5 separate regions of the Sus scrofa genome follow, and regions 2, 3, 4 and 5 are each linked to region 1. Evidence: chromatin contacts called from public Hi-C, HiChIP or PLAC-seq and promoter capture Hi-C data. All regions are on one chromosome and are shown on one strand. The core of a region is the stretch at or near the end of the contact, and the rest is flanking DNA. Distances in the headings are between cores, read along the strand shown.

What was found. Promoter capture Hi-C pulls out the DNA fragments that hold promoters and counts their contacts. Hi-C and Micro-C count contacts between places; a contact is called where the count stands out from the background. HiChIP or PLAC-seq counts read pairs in DNA pulled down with a chosen protein or histone mark.
Region 2: a promoter capture Hi-C map of liver shows a contact between it and region 1, with 3 times the contacts expected there. The contact joins the promoter of NUTF2 here to the promoter of RIPOR1 in region 1. A contact is called at or near these places in 2 of 5 promoter capture datasets (fetal liver and liver) and 2 of 2 datasets of contacts at active chromatin or transcription factors (alveolar macrophages and skeletal muscle).
Region 3: an H3K27ac HiChIP or PLAC-seq map of alveolar macrophages shows a contact between it and region 1. The contact joins the promoter of TSNAXIP1 here to the promoter of RIPOR1 in region 1. A contact is called at or near these places in 6 of 47 Hi-C or Micro-C datasets (embryonic fibroblasts, epiblast stem cells, heart right ventricle and 3 more) and 2 of 2 datasets of contacts at active chromatin or transcription factors (alveolar macrophages and skeletal muscle).
Region 4: a contact with region 1 is called in an H3K27ac HiChIP or PLAC-seq map of alveolar macrophages. The contact joins the promoter of PSKH1 here to the promoter of RIPOR1 in region 1. A contact is called at or near these places in 1 of 5 promoter capture datasets (fetal liver), 1 of 47 Hi-C or Micro-C datasets (epiblast stem cells) and 1 of 2 datasets of contacts at active chromatin or transcription factors (alveolar macrophages).
Region 5: a Hi-C map of embryonic fibroblasts shows a contact between it and region 1, with 3 times the contacts expected there. The contact joins the promoter of PSMB10 here to the promoter of RIPOR1 in region 1. A contact is called at or near these places in 4 of 47 Hi-C or Micro-C datasets (embryonic fibroblasts, omental adipose tissue, skeletal muscle and 1 more) and 2 of 2 datasets of contacts at active chromatin or transcription factors (alveolar macrophages and skeletal muscle).

What each region holds. Positions count from the first base shown.
Region 1 is chr6:28,155,211-28,157,910 of Sscrofa11.1, forward strand. RIPOR1 (protein FAM65A) reads left to right here and starts at 1,298. Exons shown (of 22, transcript XM_021094059.1): 1 at 1,298-1,596.
Region 2 is chr6:28,467,878-28,470,577 of Sscrofa11.1, forward strand. NUTF2 (nuclear transport factor 2) reads left to right here and starts at 1,397. Exons shown (of 5, transcript XM_003126922.5): 1 at 1,397-1,680.
Region 3 is chr6:28,427,115-28,429,814 of Sscrofa11.1, forward strand. It overlaps TSNAXIP1 (translin-associated factor X-interacting protein 1), which reads left to right and starts at 1,417. Exons shown (of 16, transcript XM_021094108.1): 1 at 1,417-1,891. The coding sequence starts at 1,845. It overlaps RANBP10 (ran-binding protein 10), which reads right to left and starts at 1,269. Exons shown (of 14, transcript XM_003355780.5): 1 at 999-1,269; 2 at 118-229. The coding sequence starts at 1,233.
Region 4 is chr6:28,507,485-28,510,184 of Sscrofa11.1, forward strand. PSKH1 (serine/threonine-protein kinase H1) reads left to right here and starts at 1,301. Exons shown (of 3, transcript XM_021094111.1): 1 at 1,301-1,436.
Region 5 is chr6:28,546,281-28,548,980 of Sscrofa11.1, forward strand. It overlaps PSMB10 (proteasome subunit beta 10), which reads right to left and starts at 1,329. Exons shown (of 8, transcript NM_001044565.1): 1 at 1,176-1,329; 2 at 877-964; 3 at 689-786; 4 at 454-594; 5 at 67-182. The coding sequence starts at 1,231.

The sequences.
Region 1 (2,700 bases), core at 48-2,547:
TGAAAATTCCTTAAGATGAGCCCCTGGGGATTCAAGAGCCCTAGTTTAAGGAGGACTGCCTGTGTTGAGGGGAGAACCAGCAGTTCCACCACCTCTCATGATACAACAAAGCTGGGGTTTTAGATTTTAATAAGCCAGGGCCAAGAGATGGGGATGAAAGATGATGTCACCTGCTCCTTTCGCATTTCCTACAAGAAAGAAATTCATGCAGAGAAGAGACTCCTGGCTCAATAAATGAGTCACTGCTTTATAAGCCAAGAGAGATGGAAAGCAGATTCCAGGAAACAAGCCAGTAGGAAGCCTAGAGAAAGTGCTCAGCTTTAGTGTGAAACTGTCAAGCTTTTCTGCTCTTGTGGAAATTCAAGGAGAAAAAACAACACTGAGAAAGACTAGAGAAATAGCAAGGAGCCAGACAGAGCTCAAGTGAGGGCCTGTGCATTTGGGCAAATTGGAATGAATGATGGAGATGGCACCAACCAACCCACTCCACAAATTATCCAGGCAGCTTCAGAAGAAGAAATATCCCAGTGTTCCAAGGCCTGCAGTCATTCCTAATGCAACAGATATTTATCATCAAGTTCCCATGCTGGGCACTGGCTGTGGAGTACTTAGGGCCCTGTTCCTACAGAGCTCACAGCCATTGAGCAAGTCATCACATTTGTGCCAAATGACAAGAAGATTCAGGGATGTGAGCCACTGTGAGGATGCTAGAAGGCTTCTTGACATCTAGGGCAGACACATTAACCATCAGGCTAAATTTCAGGCAGAGGCCTGGATCAGATGAGCGGGGCTGCTTGGAAGAAATGAATGGAGCTCAGTTTGGGAAACAGAAGCACAAGAAAAGACGGGATGGGTCCTTTCTCTTCCCCTATGTGGGGTTATTTGTTTGCTTAGCAAATTCTGGGGAGGTGCATCTCCTAAGTGCCAGGCAGCCGATTTAGCACTTCATGTTTATTTACAGAGCAGTTCAATTCAGCAGTATTTACCGAGCTCACTGAGCAGCTGGGCCCAGCCATGGAGCAGGCAGGGGGCACAGCAAGAGCGAACTTTCAATGGTGGGACCCTACGAAGAAGTCTCAGGAGTCCCTTGTTGGCCGAAGTAGGGTGAGAGAGCTGAGGCCTGAGGGAATACCAAGCTGATCTTCAGACTCCAGCCCGGTGGGGAGCAAGAAGAGTCCTGGAAAGATCCCTGCCCTGAGAAGCCAAAGCCAGGCGGGGGAGGTCCCACCTCAGCACATTCTCTTCTGAGTGACACTGGAGATAATTAACCCAGGGACCTAACAGCTGCCACCATTGCCCTTTAGGAATTTGGGCCCTCCCGGTCTGACATCCAGGCCACACTCCCACTGCTCAACTCTGTGGGAGAAAGGACTCTCATTAAACCCTTTCATCAGATGGGTGGGCCTGGAGCCCCCTGCATGCTGGTCTGCTTCCTGGGACAGCCTTTGCCAGCTCCCTGGGCCTAGGCTGATGGCTACCTTCTCCCTAGGCTGAGAGCCTAGCAACTCTCTTCTGGTCCAAGTCCTTCTGGCCTTCAAGGATCATGACTCAACTTGCAACAGCATCCAGGGGAGCAAGGAAGCCCTGGAAGAGAAGGTAAGAGTCTTGGTTCCCATCCCAGCCTGGCTACCTGTTCACTGGCCTCAGGCATGGTCTTTCTCTATGCAACTTGATGACTTTTGAGATCTCTGACCCCTGGGTATGGGAATCAGGCACAGTGTCAAGTGACTTGACTTCAATCTGGCCTTGGTATGTGGAGCCCTGGGGAGGAGCAGGTGGCCCTTTCTGGAGGGGCACCAGACAAGGGCTGTGATGGGAGAAGCACTTTTGAAAGTGAAGAAGAGGTTACTGATCTGGCCTGGGGTCCAGGGAAGGTATCCCAGAGAATAAACCGGGATAGGCACAAGTTAGCCAAGTGAAGGAAAGAGGATAAAGATGCATAGAACAGCCTGTGCAAAGACATGGGGGTGTGGGAAGGCAGGGTGTATTCAGGGAACCAAAAAATTCAATCTGGCTGGAGCTAGGATCTCATGGGGAGGAAATGGCCAGAGATGAAGGGCCAGCAGGGAAGTGAGAGGGGACAGGGTCTGATATGCATAAGAGATCCAGCCGCCCTGTGGAGAATGGATCTAGCCAGGCGAAACCAAGAATAGACACTAAGAGGCCAGCAAGGAGGTGCAGATGGTGCCCTGGCCAAGGGTAGGGCAGCAGGGGCGGGGAGGACAGGAAAGATTGATGAGCAATGAGGTGTCAGCGGAAAAGCCACCAAGACTAACATAAGAACCCGGGAGGGAGAGCAGTTCTGAGGAGAAGAGAGGGGGTCGACTTTATACAGTGCATTTGGGGTGCCCAAGAGTCATCTTAAGGGGGAAGACAGCACAAGAGATGGGGGGTCAAGATTCAAGGCATCACTGTGGAAACAGAAATGAGGCCCTGGAAGTTGTCAGGATGGCTTGGAGAAAAGTATCAAGGGTGAAAGGGGCCCAGCACCCTGAGGAGCCACCAAGGGATGTGAAGAGGTACAGCCAGAGAAGCAGCTAGAAATCCAAGAGGAGCCACCAGAGAAACCAGAGGGAGTTTCAGAGAGGAGGGGAATCATCTGTGTCCAACACATCCAGAACAGGGCAAAGGCTGAGAGGACTGAGAAGTGGAGGGTCAGGGAGCATTTACACAGAGGCTCCAGCTTCCCAGTGACCATGA
Region 2 (2,700 bases), core at 147-2,646, 310 kb after region 1:
CGAACTGGAATGACTCAAAAATGTCCCTTTAGATTCTGCTCTTTTCTTGGCTCCTTGGTACTGACATCCCAAGTCTCTGGTGAGGAGGACGGGTGGGGCACAGGTTGTGCCTAGTTACAGAAGGGATTGTATCTCTTGTAGGGTTAGTTCTGGCAAGTTTAATGTGGTAAAAGCCCAGCAGTGCTGTTCCAGGCCAGTTGGGACTGAAACCCTTTGCAAGCAGCTAATGGATCAGTTTCTTAACTGTCCCTGCTCTTCTTCACTAGGAGTGAGGATTTTCCCAGGCTCAACGTGGGTTCTTTAGTGTATCCTTAAGCTCCTGTTTGTTGAAAGGACTTACACTATTTCTGCTTTGGCTTACTTGAGCCTCTCAGCAGCACTCTCAAGACAAGGTGAGGGCCAGATTCTGGCCAGGACTGTCCTGTATTGGATATTGTGAGCGCTCAACCTAGCAGGTATTTCAGCTTCTGGGGAAAGGAAGAAAGCTGAGCAAAGGAGGTCCTAAATACACCACAAGCAGGGCAATGCAGTGTCTCAATGACTGAGTAATAAGACAAGAATCTAGTCAGGCAAAGTTAATACAGATCTGGGATTTAAAAAACAGAAACCTGGCCTAGTCTTACCAGCCATTCCAAGGAGGAAGGGTGGGGGTAGGAGTGAGGATCTGTGAAGGTGTAAAACTCTTCTGGAAGAACTAAGAGTACCGCAAGATCACTGTCCAGGAGAAGCCTTGTAGCTGTTTTACCCCCAGGTTAGCTGCAGAGAATTTTCCCAAAAGGCTTACTTCAAATGTATGTGTTGCCCAGGAAACGACGAAAATGGGCATTGAAAGAAAAGGGAAATGGGTGGGAGAGAGAGATTGCAACTTCATCACTTAAATCATGGGGAAAGTTTGAGCAAACCAGTTATTTCTCTTTTCTTATTAATAAAATGAAACTCAGTTGCCCTGCCTGCTCCAAAATACCCCTTGAGAATGTTTTGTAGACGCTAACTGTAGAAATCTTAAGAGTAATCTTGTCTCTAGTTAAGCCCCACTTGGTATTTGAGTCTCCAGCCCAAGAAAGGCCTCTCCTGCTTGAAATCGGCTTTGGGTCCAACTGGCACTAGGCAGGACGCAAGTACTGGAACAGAAGCTATGGGTTCCACCCCAGCGGGCCTTAGAGCACCGCTCAGAAAGAGTCAAAGGGGTGGCCAGAGCGCCAAAGGGGAGGGGGTTTTGCAGGCGGAAACAGCTCAGGGGCCCAGGGAGGGGCTGCTAGGCCAACTTGGGGCCAGGCCCAGATCTCACGGAGGCAGGGCCAACACTGAACTGCCGCGCAATAGGGGCGGTGCCGGACCGGCTGGGACCTGGCGACAACAGAGCCCTGACCCCAGCCTGGCGCCAAGCTCGAGTTGTTCCAGAGGCTTCCGCTAGACCACAATTCTCAGGGGCTCGCCCCGGCAGCCTCCTTCCCTGACTTAGTATCACCTCCCGCGCTCCGGGCCGTGTCTGGGCCGCAGCGCATAGGACGTCGGGAACTGTAGTTTTCTCCCGGCGCACCTACGCCGGAAAGGAGAATGGGGGGACTCCGTTTCCCAGAGTGCAGCGGAGTGGCAAGGGAAGGCAGGGGGGAAGGGACAGTCCGTCGCAGACCGCGCTAGGTTGCCGCCGCCGCTGCCGCCATCGTGCCAGCCCCTCGGGTGAGTGTTGGGGCTAGCGCTCCGGGGCTGGGGCTGGGCCGCAGGAGCCGCGCTCCGGGTCGCCTGGAGCCTCCGCAGCTAGTCCCGGGGCGGCCCCTCCCCTCCCCTCCTCCCCCCCCCCCCGGCCGCCCGAAGCCGCGCGGGGCCGGGGCCATGTGTCGAGCGCGGCTCCGCCTCCCGCCGGTCCTCTGTGGCGGCGGCCGGGGGAAACACAGAGGGACAGCCAGGAACCTATTTCGGGTGTACTCGTGCGTGTGGCGGGCACACCCGATTGCGCCGGGGCTAGTTTTTTTTTCTGGTCTGGACCACCCAGATGGGGCTCTCTGGGCCCCGCCCTGTCTGGCCTATCTCGGCCTGCCCAAGTCCCGCAAACTCTGCCGGCAGGCTAGCGGGCCGACCCGAGCCCCACGTCCTGCTGCCCCCCTGCCGAGGATCCGGGGATGGGCAAGTGCCATCCGGCCCGCTCCGGAGTCAGCATTGGGTGAGGGCGCCCACCTGCCGCAGCTCTACCCTCACCCAGTTCACAACCATAGTTCAGCTGGAATATGGGTGAACACTCCCTCGCTTGTTTGCCTTCTGAGGGTGCACGAAACCTATTTCCCATTCTGGAACTCAAGCAAAGGTTCTTCTCCCTAGAGGGCAAGATCAGGGAATCTGGAACAGGAGGGGGTTCCACGTGGGACAACACCCCCAGCCAGCCTTGGAGGATCTGGCCCGAAGTGATGAGGCGGCTCCGGACACCCTCAGCCCCTTCCCTGGCCCTTCTCTCTATCGGTGACCAGGCCCCAGCGTCGGTGGGTTGGCCAGCTGTGTTAGTGGAGGGAGGGAGGAAGGAAGCGAGGGAGGTGAGGCTGAATTTTTGAGCCTCCAACACATTGTTAGTTCTCTTGGGCACAGTCTAATCCTTGCATCTTCCCCTCCCAGAGTCAGCTGACCTCCTCCCACAGAGGAGGATGATTCTGTAAGAATGATAACGATAAGTTGGGGCTTAATTGAGGGGAAAGTAGAATCTGGATCTGA
Region 3 (2,700 bases), core at 167-2,666, 270 kb after region 1:
ACTATTAATCCCCTCTGCAGCCCAGACCCATACAGCTCAGCAGCTCACACAAGTCACAAGGGTCAATCAGGAGACCTCAAACTTTGACCAAAAGGAACAGCTCAGTATTGGGCTTACCCATCTCTTCCTTTGCTGACAATCTTCACCTCAAAGTAATAAATGCCACAGGCAGCAGGTATGGGGTGGGTGGCGCGCACTGAGGCTGCATCTTTGTGATTTTTGCCATGACCTAGTAAGAGAGGACAAAGAAATTTCAGCAAAAGGAAATGCAAATGGAAGACTCATTCTTCTCTGCTCCACAGCAACTTCACCCCTCATAGCCAGAGGAAGCCCTTTCCTGGTCCAAGGTGTAATTAGACAACAACTGAGCAAACACACAAACCTCCCACCTCATCCTCAGAACAGTAGCACTGTCTGAGACACTGTCTCCATACAAACCACAGGAGGCATATGCAAGGTGGGTGACAAGTGAGAGATTCCCTCGTGCTGCTGCCAGACTCTCCAGAATACAAGCAGCCAAGCAGCCCACTTAGGAGACTAAGGGAGGAAGAGGCAGCCCTGGAAGATGGCCCCACAACTTTAGCACAGAACCGTAGGCAGTGTCTGAGATGTCCAGCAGGTAAGCAAGCTCATGCACCTCTGGCTAATAGAGAGGATGAGACCACTAATGTCTACAGAGACGTTTAAAGCTAAGCAGTGGTGAAGGGCCCAGGGAGAGTTCCAACTACCACAGGACAGGCAAGAAGGCCTTGGGTGCAATGTCCAACCCAGCACTGGGTTTGGACACCTGTTGAGGTTCTCCTGACATCCGAAGTCTCACGGCAGAGTAGGCTAAGCAGCCAATCCTCGGTCTGGTCAGCCCACCACCCAAACACCCAACAGGAGCTAAGGCCTAATCCGGAGCTTGGGGAAAGGAAGTGATGAAGCAGGGGCTGGACAGCACAGCCACCCTGCTGACGCTCTGGCCTTTTACCCCCCGCGGCCAAACAGGCCGATACCTTTGTAGTGGACGCGGAGGTTGCCCTGGGAGAGGCCGATATAGTTGTACTTGTCCTTGGGGCTCCAGGAGCGCGGCAGCGGCGTCTCATGCTGGTTGACCGCGGGATACAGGCGCTGCAGGCGCCGGCTCAGTTCCTGCTCCCCCGGAGACGGCAGCCCGCCCCCAGCGCCCCCGCCGGAGGAGTCTCCAACCTGCGGGCTCCCAGCTCCCGGATCCGCCGTCGCCGCCGCCATCTTGGAGGGAGCTGCTATTGTGTCACTGGGGGCGGGGAAGAACAGGACTAGATCCGCCCCGCTCAGCCAATGGCCGGAGAGCAAACCCGGGCCGCAGGGAAATCGAGTCCGAGTTAGGTACCTCTCTTTGCATACTGCCACGCCCTGCCATATTTCGGACTTCATTTCCCAGAATGCAGAGCTCTCCATAGGGAGGCTAGCTCGGGCTGGTAAAGAACTTTGGGAGATGTAGTACAAACCGACTCAGTCATAAGCCTGCTTAGCCAAGCTATTAGGACACCAAAAACTACAGTTCCCGCTGGCAACGCGATTCTGGCCTCTCACTTCGCCTCCCTCACCCATGGCCTCTGTTTATCCTCCTGCCTCAATTCTGGTCGCTAGAGTCATATCTGCTGTAGTGACAGACTCTGAGAAGACCCTATTCCCAAGTCTGACCCCATCTTGGCTACTTGGCCTTCCTCCTAGCCCGCGGGCTCTGGGCTGGGGGCAAGACACAACCTTGACCCCGCCCCCGCCGCTGGGCTGCTGGGAACTGGTCGCCATGGCGACGAGCTGTACACTAGCACGGCTTTCCAGTTCGCGAGTGCTGGCTGCACGGCTGCCCTAGGGTCATGGCCTCCTCCAAACCGCAGTGCCCCAGCTTGGCGACCACGTCGAGGTAAGCGCTGGCAGGGCTGAGGGCGGAGAAGAGGGCTTTACTACTTCCAGAAAAAGAAATAAATGGTACCTGATTCGGACCTCTCTCCGTTGGTCTGGGGCTCCAACCGCACAGGATAGGTGATGAAGAAACAGAATCTCAGATGACTCCTCAGCTCAGGGAGGCCGTTACATTCTTGTAAAAGGGCAGGCATACTTTATCATTAGTAACAGCCATCTTGTTTGTATTGAGCGTGCCAAGTTTTTTTGTTTGTTTGTTTGTTTGTGTTTTTTTATCTTTTTAGGGCCGCACCAGCGGCGTATGGAAATAACCAAGCTAGGGGTCGAATGGGAGCTGCAGCTGCCGGCCTATATCACAGCCACAGCAACACTAGATCCGAGCCACGTCTGGGACCTGCACCTCAGGTCAGGACAACACAAGATCCTTAACCCACTGAACAAGGCCAGGGATGGAACCCGCATCCTCACGTATCTTCTGTCCGGTTCTTAATGCGCTGAGCCACAGCCGGAATTGTGCCATGCTCTTTACATAGCACAATTAACCCTCACAACAACTCTATGAATTAGTAATATCACCATTTTACAAATAGAGAAATAGAAGTCTAGAGAGATCATGAGTTTTACACCTGTTTATAAATGACTGAGCTAGGATTCAAACCCAGCCAGGCATGTGTGATTCCTGAAACTGAGCGCTTAGCCACAAGGTTAACAGCCTCTGCACCCACTGGTTTATGACAAAGAAGCATCACTAAGCAGCCTAGAAACATCCCGAGGCCTCCTGCTAGCTCCTGCCTGTATTCAGGGTGCAGC
Region 4 (2,700 bases), core at 51-2,550, 350 kb after region 1:
AACCTCCACATGCCACAAGTGCGGCCCTAAAGAGACAAAAACAAAACAAAAACAAAAACAATAAAGCAAGGAGTTCTCCTGTGGGAGAGCCGACTAAGGATCTGCTGTTGTCACTGCAGCAGCTCAGGTCGCTGCTGTGGCTCAGATTGACCCCTGGCCAGGGAATGCCCTGGGCCTGGCTAAAAAGAAAAACAATAAAAAAAAAAAATGTTACTACACAGTTGGCCTAAAACTGATTTCATCGATCTTTAAGTTAACCATTTGCAACTCCTCTGTGATGGAGGTCAAATTCAACATATCTGAGTGCCTGAATTATTTTATTTTATTTAGTTTATTTTTTAATTATAGTTGATTTACAATTGAATTATTTTAACTGTAGTTTAAAAAATAATTTATTAATTAAATTTAAGCCTGTCCTGGAGTTCCCATCTCGGCACAGTGGAAACGAATCCAACTAGGAACCATGAAGTTGTAGGTTTGATCCCTGGCCTTGTTCAGCGGGTTAAGTAAGGATCCTGCGTTGCTGTGAGCTGTGGTGTAGATCGCAGATGTGGCTTGGATCTGGCCGTTGCTGTGGCTCTGGCGTAGGCCAGCGGCAACAGCTCCAATTAGACCCCTGGCCTGGGAACCTCCATATGCCGCGGCTGCGACCCTAAAAAGACAAAAGACCAAACAAACAAACAAAAAAATTAAGACTGTCCTTTGCATAATTCCAGAGGAACTTCCAGAAACTTCTGTTGAATTGCACTATATCCCCAATCTCGCACTATAAAGCACCCTCTCTCCTAACTACAATCTTTTTCTTTCTTTCTTTCTTTCTTTTTTTTTTTTTCCTTTTTAGGGCAGAACCCGCGGCATATGGAGATTCCTAGGCTAGGGGTCTAAAGGGAGCTGTAGCCGAAGGCCTACACCATAGCCACAGCGACGCCAGATCCCAGCCGCTTCTGCGACCTACGCCACAGCTCATGCCAACACCCGGATCCTTAACCCACTGAGCGAAGCCACGGGTGGAACCTGAGTCCTCATGGATGCTGGTTATATTAGTTTCCGCCGAGCCACAAGGAGAACTCCCTAACAAGGATCTTAAAACATTCTCCCCACTATCTACTGTGACTGCCAAACCTAAGTTCAAGGTTCTCGGAGCGACACAAAGACTCACCCGTTATTCCCGGGAGAGAGCCCAGCCCCGCCCTGAAAGCGTTGACTGACAGACAACGCTCCGAGCGCGTAGCCCTGCCCTCCGGAGTCCTTCCCAGCCCCGCCCAGTGGGCGTACGGAGTTTGTTTTGGCGTCAAGCGCGCGCTGTGATGACGCCACGACGCTGACGCCTGAGGATGGCGGCGGCTGCGGCGGCGGCGGCGGCGGGTGCCGTAACCGCAGCCCGGAGAGGGTCAGCACAGGTGCTCAGACGCCAAAGAGCCCGCCGCCCGTGCGAGGTGAGGCGGCTGGGCCCAGGCGACGGCCCCATGGGTGGGAGGGGCTGACGAGCTGCTGCAACGGTCGCTTCTTGGAGCACTGGGCCCGTCCCTATCCAGCTGAGAGCCCTCGGCTCGTGCCCGGGGCGCCGGGGCCTACGGGACTAGGGAGCAGGCCAGGAGACCGCTCTTCGAGGGCCCCGGTATTCGAGGCTGGACTGGCCTTGAGACTTGCTGCTGCGTTGGGTAGCCCGTCTCTGAGGCCGCAAGAGCCAGGTGGTCATGGTCTGCTGTTTCGCCTTCTGTTCAACCAGCCGGCGTAGGTCAGAGTGGATTGACCCGGTTGTCCTCATTACTTTCTCATGTCCGGCATCTATTGCACACCCACTCCTTTGCGAACAAACGCCAGGGGGCCCGGAGGACGGCTGGTCGCTTCCTTGTTTATTTTGAGGGGAAGAGTAGGTCTGAGTCCGTCCGGTTCGCCTGCCTTGTAAATTAGTTGTCCCTCTGCTTTTATAAAAGCAGGCAAAGTCCAACTCCTCCACGCTCACTCTCCCTCCATGAGGCTATGAAGTTGAATTCCCACATGAAAAATCTGAATAAATCCTTCATTGCCTAAAACTGGCCCCGTGGTACCTACAGGATAAAGGCCAAAGCTCATAGCAAGGCATTCAGGGCTCTTCATAATCTGATAGAGGTATAATCCCGAAATCCTAGCCACTTCTGTTTCCTGTTTACATTGTTTTGGGGGGTATGTGAACCTGCCTTTAGTTCTGTTTTAATACACTCTTGCTTTAGATATGCAATTTTCTCACTTTGTAGTACTTTTTTTTTTTTTTGTCTTTTTAGGGCCGCACCCGGGCATGGTAATACTTTTCTTTTCCTTCATCCCCACCTCCACCCACCACTATGGAAAATTTACATCTGTCCTTTAAAATCTGCCTTAGCGCAGTGGTTAACGAATCCGACTAGAAACCATGAGGTTGCGGGTTCGGTCCCTGCCCTTGCTCAGTGGATTAACGATCCGGCGTTGCCGTGAGCTGTGGTGTAGGTTGCAGACGCGGCTCGGATCCTGCGTTGCTGTGGCTCTGGCGTAGGCTGGCGGCCACAGCTCCGATTTGACCCCTAGCCTGGGAACCTCCATATGCCGCAGAAGCGGCCCAAGAAATAGCAAAAAAAAAAAGCTATAAAATCTGCCTTAGATTTCATTTCCTTGGAAAAGCCTCCCTTCTCATGGAACCCCTGACTCCTCTGAATTTCTATTCATGTTGGAGTTTATTGTGTT
Region 5 (2,700 bases), core at 79-2,578, 390 kb after region 1:
CGCGGGAGAAACGGGAGGCCAGGATGGTATACGTGGGATTCGTGGGGAAGGGATGGAAGGGCTCACCTAGGGCCGTGAAGGGCAGACGGCTGTAGGACCCATGGGGGTGCACGCTGTAGAGCTGGGGTCCTGTGAAGTCTATGCCGCCCACGATTAGCGACGCGCCCACATGGCCCTGGTACCTTTTCCGCAAGTGGGCGCAGTCAGCCAAACAAACCAGGACCCAGGTCCCTCCCCTCCATGGTCCTGCACCCGAGCCCCGCCCCTTCCCGTGGTCTGGAGCCCCATGACTGACATTGCTGCTTCCGGTTGCCTTCTTAACTCCTCTTAGGCTGACCTCTTCCGGTCTCCCGGCACCTCGCAGCCCTGTCCTTCCTCTTGTCCCACCTCCTATCAGCCCCACCTTCCCTGCAACTGCCCCTCCCCAGGGTCGTCTTAGCCCAGCTCCAGCACCGGAAGAGCTTCTGGCGTAACATGCGAGTGACAGTGGCCACGCGCGGCTCGCGGCCGGTGGATAGTGCGTGTAGCTCTATGTTGGATGCCGCCATCCGCGTGGTCATCTCGGCGTCCGCGGCTACTCCAGCCCCACAGCAGCTGAGGGTGAAGGGAGGGTCCATGTGGTCGGGGCTAAGGTGTGCGGAGACCAGGGACGGGGAACTAAGGGGCAGTTCTTGAGAGGAATGCTCACTAGATTTTGGGGGCGATGAAGTGGATCTTTTCGCAGCTCTTGTCCGCCACGACCGAGTCGTTAGTGGCCCGCGTATCCGCGCCCAGGATTACCCCGTCCTGGAGAAGAGGGGAGAAGCCGTTAGGTCATTGCCCACTTCCTATTCCCGGCCGCCCCTCCACGCCCCACAGTCACAACTTCTTGCTCACCTGGAATACAAGACCTGCAATGGTGGTCCCCGTCTTGAGTGCGTGAGGGACCCGGAACCCAGGGAGGGCGCGTTCCAAGGATGCATTTCTGGAACGGAGGGAAAAGTCTCAGGTTTCTTTTCTTATGGGATCCCCCTCCCCCAATCACATTCTCCAACTCCGTCCACGTTTCTCTCACTTCTCCATGTAAGCCTCGGAACCCAAGTCGTCGTCTTACTTTTAAAGATCCTGGTTCTCCCACTCCCAGAGACCCTCACTGAGGACCTAGGCAGCTGGGGACCAATCATCCCCCCACTCACCTCTGGCAGTTCTCAAAGGAAAAGCCCCCTAGGGGCTCTAGCGCTATCTTCTGCATGTCCAGGTGGGCAGGGCAGTCCAGGGGTATGGAGGTCAGAGGAGTAGGACCAGCACCAAGCAAAGAAGGCCACAGCCTTGTCCTTTGTCCTTGTCCTGCACGACTGAGCTTAACTGCTTTCGCTTTCACATTTCCTCACAGCATGATGGCTCCTTTCTGCATCCTCTTTCACTTTCACCTTCACCTCTGGTCCTATGCAGCTTGGCAAGGGTGAGATGTCCCTTGCCTGGTTCTCCATGTTGCTCCCAGGCCTCTGTCTGATACAGCAACAAATACCTCCCTTCTGGCCATTGTCCCGCCTGAGCCCTGAGCTCTGCCTACTCTGACCCCAACTCTAATTGCAAGTCCCAATGCCCCAAGCTGTCACACTGACCAAGTCTCTGATCTCATTGTTACTGGCCTGCCAACAGCATCAGCTGCCTATTGTCTTTTATTACTCTCCTTCTCCCAACTCCTGCCTATTTTGCTGCCTTAGCCTTTTCCATCAAACCTCAGACTCCAAGGCTCAATCCTTGGCCAAGGCAATGCCGATCCTTCCATCATCCCTGTTTCAGGTGCTGTTTTCTCTCTCTCAGGAACGGTGCCATGGCTGTTCATCTGGTGGCCCATACACATTCTGGGCTCTACCCATGGCCAAGCCTTTTTTCACTTCCCAAATGACCCTTGATCTATCCAGATCTTTCTCCTAATTACTGCTTATCTCAACTAGCAGTATCTCTCCCCTAGATTCTACACTGGCCTCCCTGGTTTCCCCACACTTCCTGCCCCTCATCTTCCAGCACAGGCTACACTCTACCCTGCAGAGACGGGGCTTTTTACTAGATTGGAAATCTGGTCATACTCTTTCCTATTTATTTATTTATTTATTTATTTATTCATTTATTTATTTTTGTCTTTTTGTCCTTTTTAAAATTTATTTTTTATTACTTAAATGACTTTATCACATCTGTAGTTGTATAATGATCATAACAATCTGATTTCACAGGATTTCCATCCCACACCCAAGCACATCCCCCCATCCCCCAAACTGTCTCCTCTGGAGACCATAAGTTTTTCAATGTCTGTGAGTCAGTATCTTTTCTGCAAAGAAGTTCAGTCTGTCCTTTTTTTCAGATTCCACATGTCAGTGAAAGCATTTGATGTTGGTATCTCATTGTATGGCTGACTTCACGTAGCATGATAATTTCTAGGTCCATCCATGTTGCTAAAAATGCTGGTATTTCGTTCTTTTTAATGGCTGAGTAATATTCCATTGTGTATATGTACCACATCTTCTTAATCCACTCCTCTGTTGATGGACATTTAGGTTGTTTCCATGTTTTGGCTATTGAAAATAGTGCTGCAATGAACATCGGAGTACATGTGTCTTTGTGACTCATGGTTTTTAGGCTGTGCCCACGGCATATGGAGGTTCCCAGGCCAGGGGTCTAATCGGAGCTGTAGCTGCCAGCCTACACCAGAGCCACAGC